Linked DNA regions of Hordeum vulgare: region 2 is linked to region 1. The links are chromatin contacts, called in public Hi-C maps. All regions are on one chromosome and are shown on one strand. Each heading gives the region's core, a stretch centred on a gene start, on an enhancer-like site or on the middle of the called end of the contact. The rest is flanking DNA. Distances are from core to core; before and after follow the strand shown.

Evidence for each region. Hi-C and Micro-C count contacts between places; a contact is called where the count stands out from the background.
Region 2: a Hi-C map of seedling shows a contact between it and region 1, with 3 times the contacts expected there. The contact joins the enhancer-like site here to the promoter of LOC123405263 in region 1. A contact is called at or near these places in 3 of 6 Hi-C or Micro-C datasets (leaf and seedling).

Annotation. Positions count from the first base shown.
Region 1 is chr6H:169,248,900-169,255,824 of MorexV3_pseudomolecules_assembly, reverse strand. LOC123405263 (calcium-transporting ATPase 7, plasma membrane-type-like) reads left to right here and starts at 3,968. Exons shown (of 1, transcript XM_045099018.1): 1 at 3,968-6,779. The coding sequence starts at 4,035. The coding sequence ends at 6,779.
Region 2 is chr6H:169,318,179-169,325,103 of MorexV3_pseudomolecules_assembly, reverse strand. No RefSeq gene overlaps it. Among protein-coding and RNA genes, the nearest start is that of LOC123405263, 70 kb to the right of the region's middle. Within about 2 kb of position 2,618, at least 3 of the 3 cell types and tissues checked have open chromatin away from gene starts, as enhancers often do. A contact at or near this core is called in leaf and seedling, where this site is marked.

The DNA of each region.
Region 1 (6,925 bases), core at 2,719-5,218:
ACACGCGTCGAAGGGTGTATTCCATGGGACTTTGAGATATTTCAGAGAAAGGCACGAGTTAGCAAAGAAGCATGTTAGAGCATATATCTCCATATGTGGTTTTGGTAATTGATGACAATTCCTATGGAGTAATGGTTGCCTTAAGTTATATTTATAGGATTTGTCCATAGTCACTTCTTGAAGTCCATCTGTTGGGTTCAAGGAGTTTATCTGATGACCAAGATGGTATTCAAGGTATTATCCAAAGAACGGTCATAGAGACACAAGGTTGATCAAGATCTCAGACAAAGAGTAAATCAAGATGAACAACACACAAAGCGTACAAGATGTACCGAGAGGGATCAAGTGATCCCATGGTATGGTAAGCATTGTCCATTACGTGTTTGTGTACTAACCCATGGTCTTTGTGAGAGTTCTATGTGGGGGTTAGGTGTGTTTCCATGGGCTTGCGTCAAAAGGAAGATCGCATACAACCCATGAAGGATGACGTCAAGTGGTGATCGTCATCAAGATTGTGGTGTGCAAGGTCAAGTGGATCAGCATGAATATATCATGCTTGAAGCTTGTCATCCATTGTGGTGGCAATGGACTTGTGAAGATATGCTGAAGAGTGGCTCACCCATAGTGAGTATGGGGGAGCAATCAACTAGCCTTCATCGAGCCAACGCAATCAAGAAAGGTGGTTCATCTTGAGGAAGCCAAGATCATCATCATCTAGCTCAAGAGGTCGAGGAGCAAGGTATAGGTTTGCCCTTGATAGGTTTTCTGTTTTAGGATAGACTGTTGTACTGTCAAAGGGGACTCTCAAGTGAGTAAATTGATCGTATCGTCCGTTGAGAGCTCAAACCATTTTCATCCTTGCATCATACTTCTTGGTTCTTATTTAGTGTTTCTCTTTGTGAGTTTTAGAGCTTATGGTCATCTTCATGACAAGCTCGAGTTCATCGAAAACGGAGTCCATATGCATCTATTATGATGTTTTCGATGATGGAGTTTTTGTCGGTTCTTCATTCATAGAGGTCTCACATCTCTATATCATCGATGTTTGGATAGCTCTTGTCGTCCTGAATCCAACAAGCTTGGGTTTGCTCGATTCGGAGCTCGTATGCGAAAGTTATGGTTGTTTTAGTGGCGAGCGGTAGTACCGCTGGACCTAGCGGTAGTACCGCTGGCCCTAGCGGTAGTACCTCTAGAGCTGGACAGCGGTAGTACAGCCCCTGGTCAGCGGTAGTACCGCCCCTGGTCAGCGATAGTACCGCTCCAGGACATTAGTACCGTCATCGTTGCGGTTGTACTTCGTTGGACTTTTTGCGAAGACATTCTTGGCGGTGGTTGGCCCGGTAGTATCTTTGCGCTACCATGGGCTCAGCGGTAGTACCGCTGCAGCCAGCGGTAGTACCGCTGGGCTCGGGCTGTAAGTGGGGGTAACGGTCTGATTCCTTCCCCCACTATATAAAGGGGGTCTTCTTCCCCCTTGGTTCTATCTATCCGTTGATCTCGTGTTCTTCCCCCATTGTTGACCTTCTTAGAGCTTGCTAACTCTCAATCCCTCCAATGATTCTTGCTTGTTCTTGAGGGAAAAGAGAGAGGAGATCTAGATCCACATCTCCACCAATCACTTTCTCCTCTATGTGAGGGGAACCCCTTGGATCTAGATCTTGGAGTTCTTTGTGAGCTCCTTGTTCTTCCTCTCATACTTCTCCATAGCTTTCGTTGTTGTGGAGGGATTTGAGTGTGAGGGACTTGACCACTTCGTGTGTTCTTGCCATTGCATAAGTTGCATCAGTTTGAGTTCTCCATGGTGATACGTGGAAGTGAGAAGTTGAGAAGCTTATTACCCTTTGGTACTTAGTACCCTAGATATTGTTCTTCGTGGATGATTTGGCGTCCTAGAAGCTTGGTGGTGTCTCGGAGCTCAATCATTGTGGTGTAAAGCTCCGGGCAAGCGTCGGGGTCTTCAATTAGGTTGTGGAGATTGCCCCGAGCAATTTGTACGGGTATCGGTGACCGCCACCAAGGTTTGCCTTTTGTACGGGTTCGGTGACCGCCCTCAAGGGTCCCTTAGTGAATCACGGCATCTTGCATTGTGCGAGAGCGTGAGGAGATTACGGTGGCCTTAGTGGCATTTTGGGGAGCATTGTGCCTCCACACCGCTCCAACGGAGATTAGCATCCGCAAGGGTGTGAACTTCAGGATACATCATCGTCTCTGCATGCCTCGGTTATCTCTTACCCGAACCCTTTACTTATGCACTTTACTTTGTGATAGCCATATTGTTTCTGGTCATATATCTTGCTATCACTTAGTTGTTTATCTTGCTTAGAATAAGTTATTGGTGCACATAGTTGAGCCTAGTTGTTTTAGGTTTTGTGCTTGACAAATTAAACCTTAGTTTTATTCCGCATTTGTTCAAGCCTAAACCGTAATTATTTTAAAGCGCCTATTCACCTTCACCCCCCCTCTAGGCGACATCCATGTCCTTTCAAAGCATATTGCAGTTAATCAGAACACAACTGCACATCCACGTCCTTTCAAAGCATATTGCAGTTAATCAGAACACAGCGGCACATCCACGTCCTCTCTCCCTGCACACCCTCGGATCCAGTTCTTCGGGTGAAAACCTTAGACCCGATTGCGTCGGACGACGGTGTCGGCATCGTCGCTTTGTTCTTGGGGTGTAGTCTTGAAGAGCTTTGGATTCGTTTGCACACTCCATGGGTCAGACGCTCGCGACATCGCGGTCGGCTGGTGCCCGTCCGCCAATGTGGATGCTTTTGCGCGGCTTCTTGTGTGGCAACGATGGCCGCTTCAAACGGAGTAGGATTTGCAGCTGTGTTCTAGTAGTCGGTCTCATCCGACGTGTTCGAGGACTCGCCGTGCCTCTCTTGTCTTCTGAAATCTGAGCTGTTTAAGGAGGAGCCTCGCGGTGACGATGACGCGAGACGGATGGTCGGTTCTGGCGCTGGCTCGGCACAGGTCCAACACTTTTTATCCTACAATGCTCGTCGATAGAATCGAAACTGCCTGGTCGCCGACGCATGTGGTGGACTGTTTGGGGTTGGCCGACGCAGGCCTCTGCGTTTGTGTGGTGGAGGCTACATCGGTGGTCGTCGATGGTAACCTCAACGACGCTCTTCTCCTTGGCGACGTGTGTGCGTTCTTGTGTGGGTTGCGAGGTCGCCTTGTGTGCCTTGTTTTGGCGGACGTATTGTGAAGTTTTTTGCCCAGTTTTTCGTTTATTAACCGAACAACTCTCTTCGATCTTTTTTAATGAATCGGGTCATAACGCATCACATTTCAAAAAAAAATATGCAGACGATGCAGAAGTTTCATGAGGAGATAATTGTTTTGGACAGTAAGGATGTGTACCCCGAGCCCGCCCTCCTTTTGACGCACAACGTGGTCTTTTTTTCGAGAATACGTCCATAACGTACCATATTTTTACAAAAGGTAAAGAAACAATTTATGAGAGGATCATGTCCATGCGAACATAGATAAGATCGAACACCATCACCAACACGTATAGAAATATAAAATTACTCTCTTGCAAATCTATGTAGATCACGAGCTCCGGCCTTTTTTCCAGTCTTCAACTTCGTTGAGAATTTGTTGCATCAATTGTGCAGGGTTTAAGTTGTTATGGGCTCCTCCCGAACACCTCGCCATTCCTCTGCTTTCAAAGTGACCAGGCGATGACGATCAAGATGGAGTCGAAACCTCGCCGTGGTGACTTCCGGAAGGTGTTCCTCCCGGTATATTCCACCATTGCACAACGTGGTCTCACGCGACGAGGCATTGCGCGCTCGAAGCCTTGTCCGATCCGCAGCAGCCAAAGGAAAAGAAGGAACGGCGCAACGCGTCAACCGCACGCAACTCTATCCCTCTCCCCGCTACTAATAACTAATCTCTCCCCCAGATGGGCTATCAACTCAATAATCTGTAGAAAAGCACCATAAGCAATCCAAACCTGGTCACACCTGGCCCCAGCTGCTAGCACCACTCAACACCACATCTTTCAGTCCAGCCGTTCCGCCATGCAGCACATGCCGATGGACACAGTAATAAGGGTCGACGACGGCAAGGGCAACGGCGAATCCTTCAAGTTCCTTGTCAAGGAGAAGCGACAGGACTGCTTCCTCCGCATGGGCGGCGGTGCCTGCATCGCCGCCAAGCTCCAGTCCCACCCGGAGCACGGTATCTGCGGGGAAATCGCCGACGTGCGCCGTCGCAAGGAGGTGTTCGGCGAGAACAAGTACCAGAAGCCGGCCGAGACCAGCAACAGCTTCTTCAACCACTTGTGCGACGCGCTCAGGGACGTCGTCCTCGTCGCGCTCCTCGTCTGCGCCGCCGTCGACCTCGGCTTCGGCATCAAGGAGCACCGCCTCAAGTACGTGTTGTACGGCGTGGGCATCTTCCTCGCCGTGCTCCTCGTCTCCGCCGTGACTGCGGTCATCGGCCACACCCAAGCCAAGTGGGACGACAAGCTCGCGGCCGAGTCCGCCAACATCGACGTCACCGTCGTCCGCGCCGCCCGGAGGCAGGAGGTTTCCATACTCGACATCGTCGTCGGTGACGTGGTGATACTGAAGGCCGGCGACGCCGTGCCCGCGGACGGGGTGTTCCTGACGGGGCACGGCCTTCGGGTAGACGAGTCGAGCATTACCTGCGAGCCCCAGCCGATCGAGATCGACGACAAGAAGTACCCCTTCCTCGCCTCTGGCGTGAAGGTAATTGCTGGCTACGGCCGGATGGTTGTCACCGCCGTTGGCACCGACACCTCGTGGGGCGAGCTGATGAAAATCGAGGCCGATGACCCGAAGCCGCTCCAGGAGCGCCTCGAGGGGCTCTCCTTGACCATCGGCAAAATCAGCGTCGCCGTCGCGGCGGTCACCTTCACGGTGCGCCACTTCACCAGCAGCACGGCGAAGCTGCCGTTGTTGGACAACAGCATCCCGCTCCCGCTCCCTCTCGCGGTGACGCTGATGCTCACCTTCTACATGATGCGGATGGTGAAGGATAACGCGCTGGTGCACCGTCTATCGGCGTTGGAGACGATGGCGTCGGTCACAGTCATCTGCACCGACAAGACCGGAACGCTCACGTTGAACCAGATGAAGGTGACCGAGCTCTGGGTCGGTACTGACCGGGTTAAAGACACCACGGCAATCGCCTCCGGCGTCGTTAGCTTGCTCTGCCAGGGAGCCGGGCTCAACACCACCGGAAGCGTATACAGGCCCGACTGCCTGTTGCCGCCGGAGATATCGGGCAGCCCGATGGAGAAGGCGCTACTGTCATGGGCCGTGGCGTACCTCGGCATGGACGCCGAGGAACTGAAGAGGAGCTGCGAGGTCCTGCATGTCGAGGCATTCCACTCCGTCAAGAAGCGCAGCCGCGCCATTACCATGGACAACACCACGGGTAAGGTGGTTGCGCACTGGAAAGGTGCCGCAGAGGTGGTCCTGGCGAATTGCTCGATGTACATGGACATGGACGGAGCGGCGCACGAACTTGGCGTCAAGCAGATGAAGAAGCTTGAGAAGGTCATCAACGATATGGCGGTGGTCGGCCTCGGGTGTATCGCCTTCGCCTACAAGCAGGTCAACGGCACCGAGCAAACGAATATCGACGACGAGGAGGGTCTGACGTTGCTGGGCTTGGTCGGGTTGAAAGACCCGTGCCGACCAGAGGTTAAGGCCGCCGTTGAAGCATGCACCAAGGCGGGTGTCATCGTCCAGATGCTCACCGGCGACAACATCCTCACGGCCCGCGCGATCGCCAAGGAATGCGGCGTCATATCCAGCAGCGACCTCAACGGCGTCGTCATGGAGGGACAGGAGTTCCGGGCCATGTCGGCGGCGCAGCAGCTGGAGGTGGTGGACAAGATCCGTATCATGGCGAGGTTCCGTCCCTTGGACAAGCTGGTGCTGGTGAGGCGGCTGAAGCAGAAGGGACACGTGGTGGCCGTGACCGGCGACAGTACCAACGACTCGCTGGCGCTCAAGGAGGCCGACGTGATGCTGTCCATGGGCGTCCAAGGCACCGATGTCACCAAGGACACCATCATCCTCAACGACGTGTTCGGCACAGTGGTGATGGCCATCCGTTGGGGGCGCTGCGCCTACAACAACTTCCTGAGGTTCGTCCAGTTCCACCTCACCGTCAACGGCGTGGCCATCGTCGTCAACTTCGTGTCCGCAATCACCACGGGCGATGCTCCGCTGACCACCGTGCAGCTCATCATGTGGGTGAACCTGGTGATGGGCACCTTGAGCGCGCTGGCGGTGGCCACGGACAAGCCCGCGGACGCGCTCATGGACCGCCCGCCCATCTCACGCACGGCGCCGCTCATCAGCAGAGCCATGTGGCGCAACCTCGCCGCGCAGGCGGCGTTCCAGATAGCCGTGCTGCTGGCGCTCCAGTACTGTGGCCGTGATGTCTTCGGCACCGACGGCAAGGCCAACGGCAAGGCCAACGGCACCATGATTTTCAACGTGTTCGTTCTGTGCCAAGTGTTGAACGAGTTCAACGCGAGGGAGGTAGAAAACAAGAACGTCTTCGCCGGGGTGCTCAAGAGCACGACGTTCCTCGTCGTCATCGGCGTGGCGCTCGTGCTACAGGTGCTGATGGTCGAGGTCCTCGCCAGGTTCGCCGGCACCGAGAGTATGGGCTTGGTGCAGTGGAGTGTCTGCGTTGCCATCGCCGCCTTGTCATGGCCCATCGGCTGGGCCGTCAAGTTCATCCCCGCCGTGCCGGTTGACAGCTTGACACGCCTACCTTAGGTTTGTGCTTGTGCTTGTGCTTGTGCATGCATCATGCATCATACGTAAATGCAACGGAACTGGGGTAGTTTTCAGGAGCTGACCTCGTCAACTTCTTATCGCATGCATGTATCATGCAACTTTTTATTGTTCAGCACTGTAGAAAG
Region 2 (6,925 bases), core at 1,369-3,868, 71 kb before region 1:
GCTACTCCTGATTCTCATCATGATTTATTTACTGATTCTTGTCATGATTTATTTACCAAAATTAATTACAAATTTACCTAATATTCTAACAAAACAAATCTTCTTTGAAGGCGGTCGTCACAAAAACACGAATATACAAACAAAACTCAATATGAATTTTTGTTCAAAAGATTGAAAATTGAAAGAAAAAAAGAGATCGATGCCTCCGCCCATGCATCTGCGTGCCACAGTTTGGATTCATCTTGTTAATGAATGTAACCGGAGGGGAGACCCCTATTATTTTTCTTTATATAGGAAAAAAAATGCTGCTGGGCTGTTAATGAACAGGTCGAGTTCGAAACAATAAAACAAATCCGGTGTATGCGGGCTTGTTTACTTTCGTGTATATGACGATCGCGTGGCGGGAGATACCGAAGGTAACCAAGTCCTCGCGATCTACACATTTTCATCCAGTATCCAGACGCATAATACTAATAATGTAGCACCAAGAAAAGTTCATACGGGCCGGCAAAGTGGTTCGTATTAAGAATGTGCAGATGGAAAGCAAGTCCTGCCCACTTGCGTCAACTGGTTATGGCGTTATGCTACTAGGTCGGCATCAAGTACGGACTATCATTCATTCTTTTCGAAACCATGCCGTCATGCCCACTTGCTGGCAACGTGTCGTGGATCCCAACACGGACCAGCCTCCACCGCATCTCATCTCAGTAGTATATTATTTTCCCTAAGAAAAGGACTTGATAGATTGCATACAGGACGTGGCCGGTGGAGAACTCCAAGAACTGTCAAGGACACAAAGGTTGTCGAGATGTATGTTTGCGTTATGTTTGCTTTTGCATTTTAGACTCAGCAAGTGCTGCAACCGTTTGACATCAATAAGGTGATACAAGAGATCTTTGCTCACAACCATGGACCCATGGGCTCCCATTGCAAGAATGATACTAACTGGTACTCTCTCCTTTCCTAAATATAAGTATTTCTAAAGGTTCAACTAATGAACTACATACAGATGTATATAGACATACTTTAGAATATAGATTCATTCATTTTGTTTTGTATGTAGACACCTAATAAAATATCTTAAAAGACTTATATTTAGACACGGAGGAAGTAGTTGACTGCTCTTTTGAGCTTGATGCTGAATTTGTAATAATTTTAGAGGTTGCTCACCTTTCTTTTTTACCCGAGAGGTTGCTCTGCCCTGTATGATTCGGCGTGCGGGCGTGGCCATCCTATCTGTTGCAGCAGTAGGAGGCTGACAATGTCTTGGCTTGTAGGGAAGTTATCTTTTTCGCTAAAACACATCTAGATGTGCATAAGTTTTGCATGTTTAATTCTTATGGCAGTGATCTTACGATGGTTTAGATGTGTCCTAGACAGACTTTTATCTTTATTCTTTCGTCCTTTTGTTTTCTCTTCAATTGTTTACGATGTTGTGATAATAGAAGTCGACGGGATATATAGCCTGTTGCTTAAAAAAACTCGGTAATGTGTGAGTGTGATTTAGGTTTTACCGAGCAGAAAATCTCAGTGTCTAACCAAGTCTCAGTCGATACTACATTCGTGAGATCTTACATGAAAATGCATTCTAATTTTTCATTTAAATTTTTCATTTGTTCTACTTATCATTTAACTAAGAATTGGTCAAATCTCAGTTGACTTGGATTTAGCCGCACCCTTTACACAGTGTCTCACCGTCTCTCCATCTTCTTCCAAGCACGGGAACCCTGGCTACAGCGGCGAGGTCTGGCGAGACATCCCAACCAGGTTGGCAGTTCCATGTTCCGTCTTGTAGCTACCCCGCTAGTGCCGGCCGCAGCGCCACCGCTGTAGGCGACCGGGGCGTCAACCCCCTTGCAAAGCGCATGGCCACTGGTCGGCAGCGTCTGCAGCTACCTGGTGCAACAACGCAGCCTCACCGCCGGATCGTGGTCGTGCATCTGCAACTAATGACCTGTTGCAACGCAGCTCCACCGTTGGGCTTGGGCATGGATGGCACCAGGATGCTCGTAGCCTCGCCTGCTGCAACACAGCTCCGCCGTCGGCATGGCAGCAGTGGCCACTTAGCATCGCCTGCTGCAAAGCTTTCCCTGCTGTGACCCAACTCCGTCGCGGGCGTGGCAGCACCGTCCCGTTCTTCGCCTGCTGCAACCGAGCAACGCCTTTGCGCTTTGGGCATGGCAGCAGGAACGCGCGGGTGAAGGGCGACCTGTTCGAAACATACTAACATCGGAGCCTCGTCTCGTAGTGCTGCATCTCGGCGCAGCTCCGCCCATACCTTGACCGCCGTAGAGCGTGTGTTGCGTGTGGTGTCCAGACGTTTCAACCAGAGACAGCAGGAAGAGGACAAGAGCGTGGGTGCCACAAGGGATACGTGGGAGACGCAGGAGGCGGCTTGAGGGAGACGTGACATCAGCCAGAGATAGGGGTCGGTGTTTCAGGGAGGCCGCGATGGCGACACCAACTTGGGAGGAAAGACATGCATAACCATCTCCACGTTCCAACGACAAAAATACTAAACCACCAACCACGAAATCAACGACAAAAATACTAAACCACCAACCACGAAATCAACATACTAAACCTCCAAGCGCGAGACCTGGTCCCTCAGTTGACCATCAGACCATTCGATTTCGGGCGGGTCCAAATCAACACCACGAAATCCTTGCCGATCATACAGGACGTGGCCGGTCGAAAACTCGAGTTTTAGGCTGCTCATAGTGGGGAGTAACTAAGAGTAGTAACATGATGTTGTTATTAGTCTATGTTACTACCTTCATAGTGGGGAGTAACATACATGTGGTGTCATACAAACAAACATTTATTAGGTTGTAGACACATAGTGCATTGAAATATGTGATGTGATGGTAACTAGCTATGTTACCACTACCATCTCTCTCCACATTAAATACTTGTCACGTCAGATTTTTTGCCCACGTGGCGTTGATGTTACTACTTAGTTACTCCCCACTATGACTAGTCTTAGGTGTAGCTAGGTGCAATCACCGTCTAGAATGGTGGGGCTGTCAAGATGGCAGTAGTATCTTTTACAGAACAGACCTCGAGTTAACCAAAAATTCAACCTTCAAGCCTCTCACGTTTTAGCTAACTAAACACGCCTTAGTCTGTTGATCATAATAACAAAGTACAGACGCACACCTTCATACATACGTACATATATTCAATCCTATTAATGCACGCATGTATACTTTATTCATACGAACATTTTTTTAAAGACTGAGCTGACACACAATCTTAAAATCGGTAAAGTCGTTACGGACATTTTCACAATCATGGGGACGTCTCCTCTCACGTCGGAAGGCCTGAAATAAATGTAAAGAATGCGAGTTTCAATGTCAAATTTAGGACTTGAACTCTAGTAGATTTATGATACCACTGTCTTTCTTATCATTCAATTATTGTAAGTTTTCTACCTTTCTTGATAAAAAGAAAGCGAAATTAGTTTCACACATATCCTTCCTCCATCACGATCAAAAGAATATTTTATTATCAAGAAAGCGAAATTAGTTTCACACATATCCTTCCTCCATCACGATCAAAAGAATATTTTATACATATGATCTTGTTATCCTGCCTCGATGGCTACTCTCAGACTGTAGATGTGCATTCCCTTGCACATCTGATTCTCAGTTCGACGGAGCAGCTTGGTTTCAACACCTAGCACGTGATGGGGGCCATACCTAGCGTTGCGGTTGAGCCTTATGTTCAGGTGAGCAGTGTTGTGCGTAGGCGACATGAGTTGATGTTCCTCCATTATCTTTGCAGGAATTTCTTAGCAAAGTTACTACGGAGGTTACACTCCCTCTGCTTGGGACCTGATGCCTTTGCATGGAGAGAATGATGGTGTCTCTCGCTCCATGTAACGTAATCTCTGATAAAGCGAAGGTGTCCCATCTTTTGATGGGATGATGACTATTGTTTTTGATGGAGTAGACTTTGAACATCCGACTACGAACGTGCAAGGACATCGCGTCTTAGAAATCGTTAAACCAACTACTAGAGGTCATTGACCATGGCGGAGCACGATCAACCTGACCACGAGGATCTATTTCCTGCACACAAACGAAGAACAAGCAAGAAACTCAAATTGCAATCTGGATATCGCGAATATAAGATGAATGCTTTATTGGTGCAAGTGGAGTTTGTGACATATTGGTCTGATTGTGGAACACAAACGAAAGACACAAAATTGCAGCTATGACGAACTTTTAATGAAAACAAAACCCAAATCTAAACGGCGTCCTAATGGTTGTATATATGGGGGATGTTAGAAATATACCCTAGAGGCAATAATAAATTGGTTACTATTATATTTCCTTGTTCATGACAATCGTTTATTATCATGCTAGAATTGTATTGATTGGAAACTCAAATACATGTGTGGATACATAGACAACAGACTGTCCTTAGTGAGCCTCTGAAGGACTAGCTCGTTGATCAAAGATGGTCAAGGTTTCCTGGCCATAGACATGAAATGTCGTTTGATAACGGGGTCACATCAATAGGAGAATGACGTGATGGACAAGACCTAATTATGAACATGGCATATGATCGTGTCAGTTTATTGCTACTATTTTCTGCATGTCAATGTATCTGTTCTTATGACCATGAGATCATACAACTCCCGGACACCGGAGGAGCACCTTGTGTGTATCAAATGTCACAACGTAACTATGTGACTATAACGGTGCTCTACATGTATGTAACGCCCAAGATGCGGTCCTATCGTTATTTTGGCACGAGGGCCTCGACAGGGATAGAGACGCATCTCGTCGTTTCGCAGGAATGGATATCGTTAAAAGTACATGTACTGAAAATATGAGTATAAGGAGTTGACTTACACTCGCCACAAGCTACATCAAGATCACATCAATACAGATTATATAGTAATATCCAGTCATCATGAAGAAGAGCAGGGTCTGACTACGGATGAAAACAAACGATAAAAGAACGACGTCCATCCTTGCTATCTCACGCTGCCGGCCTGGAACCCATCCTAGATCGAAGAACAAGAAGAAGAAGAAGAAGAAGCTCCAAATAACACAATCGGCACGCTCACGTCAAAGTAACTCTTTACATGTACCTGCAACTAGTGTTGTAGTAATCTCTAAGCCACAGGGACTCAGCAGTCTCATTTCCAAAGGTATCAAGACTAGCAAAGCTTAATAGGTGAGGTATGGTTAAGTGGTGAGGCTGCAGAAGGCGACTAAGAATTTTTTTGAGGTGGCTAACTTAAGAGTAAAAGAATAAAAGAGGGGGATGATCTACGCACATCGGACGTGAACTACTGATGTTCAAATGAATGATCCTGAACACCTACTTACGTCAAACATAACCCCACCGTGTCCTCGATCGGAGAAGGATCTCACGAAAGAGACAGTCATGGTTACGCACTCAGTTGCCATATTTGAATTAAGCTTACTTCAAGTTATCTAGAACCGGATGTTAAACAAAGTTTCCAAGTTTGCCACATAACCATGTGCATGGCTTTCTGAAGAATTTAACACTACACTGGTGCTCCAACTAGTCCATCACAAACTACCACACGTTGTGACCGAATAACCTCGTTCACGGAAACCCGTGATCTCCTCGAGGTCCTATTGGAAAACCTCAACCTCGAGATAGCCCAAAGTATCCTCGGAATACCTCGCACAAGACGCTCGAGAAAGGTAAAACAAGTCCAGCAAGGTTGCCCGACGTGCTGATGATCCCGATAGGACCCGCGTATCGCATTCTCAGGGCACAATCTGATGAGCGCAACGTACAATGGCCTGATAGAAATCACTCGAGTTGCACCGCGTTGGCCTCGCACACGACTCTGTTTAGGACCAGCACCATCAGCACTCGCCCTCCCTGTATTATGTTGAATTACTCCTCGGGTTCATGACGCCCTATGTTTTTCAGTATTATCAGAATTATTATGTTGGGAAAATATAGTACCAATATTGGGCCTTGCCACACGAGTTTTATCCTAAAACGAAAAGCTAGGAGGTCCTCATAACAACCCCAAGCATGTTAGGAGCGCTCATTTATGGAACATAACACCGGTAGCCAAAACTAAGGCGGGAAAGGTGGAACGAAACACCGGGATAGAAAGGCCCAGCCTTCCACCTTTTGCCAAGTATATAAGTGCATTAATTTAAATAGCATTAATATGGTAATAGAACAAGGAACCCATGTTTTCACATGGAAGCAACTGCACCTGCAACTAGCAACGCTAACAAAAGGTTGAGCAAGCAGTAACATAGCCAAACGATGGTTTGCTAGTTTGTGGAAAGGTTAGAGGTTTTTCATGGCATTGGTGAAAGGCTGACATTTAACAGGTGGTAGGCAGCGAGACATAGCGATAGAAACAAAACAACTAGCATGGCAATGGTAGTAATGGTATCTAGGGAAATGATCATCTTGCCTGTGATCCCGCTTGGAAGAAGAACGACCCCGTGAAGCAGACGAACCGACGTAGTCAAACGGATCCTCACATTCCGACACGCTTGCGGAACTCTATCGAGACGAACCAAACCGAAAACAAGAATCAACACACGATATTCACCATGGCACATGCACAACATGATGCACAACACATATGATTCGGGAATGGTTTAATTATGCAAGCATGGCATGGCAATTCACAACAGTCAAACACTACACATTAAGTGAAGCTCAATATGCAACAAGTTGCATATTGACGAAACTCCACATTTGATTTACTTAGTTCACTCCCGTTTAGGTACATGTCAATATTAAATGTTGTTAAACATGGTTGGAGGTGAAGCATAATTAAACTACCTATCTAGGCATGTTAAATGAGGTCGGAAACAGCCTATAGCATCTCCGAAATGACCCCATACGTTAATTTCGAAATATGTCCAGATGTGACTTAAACATTATTTATGTTTGTTAACAG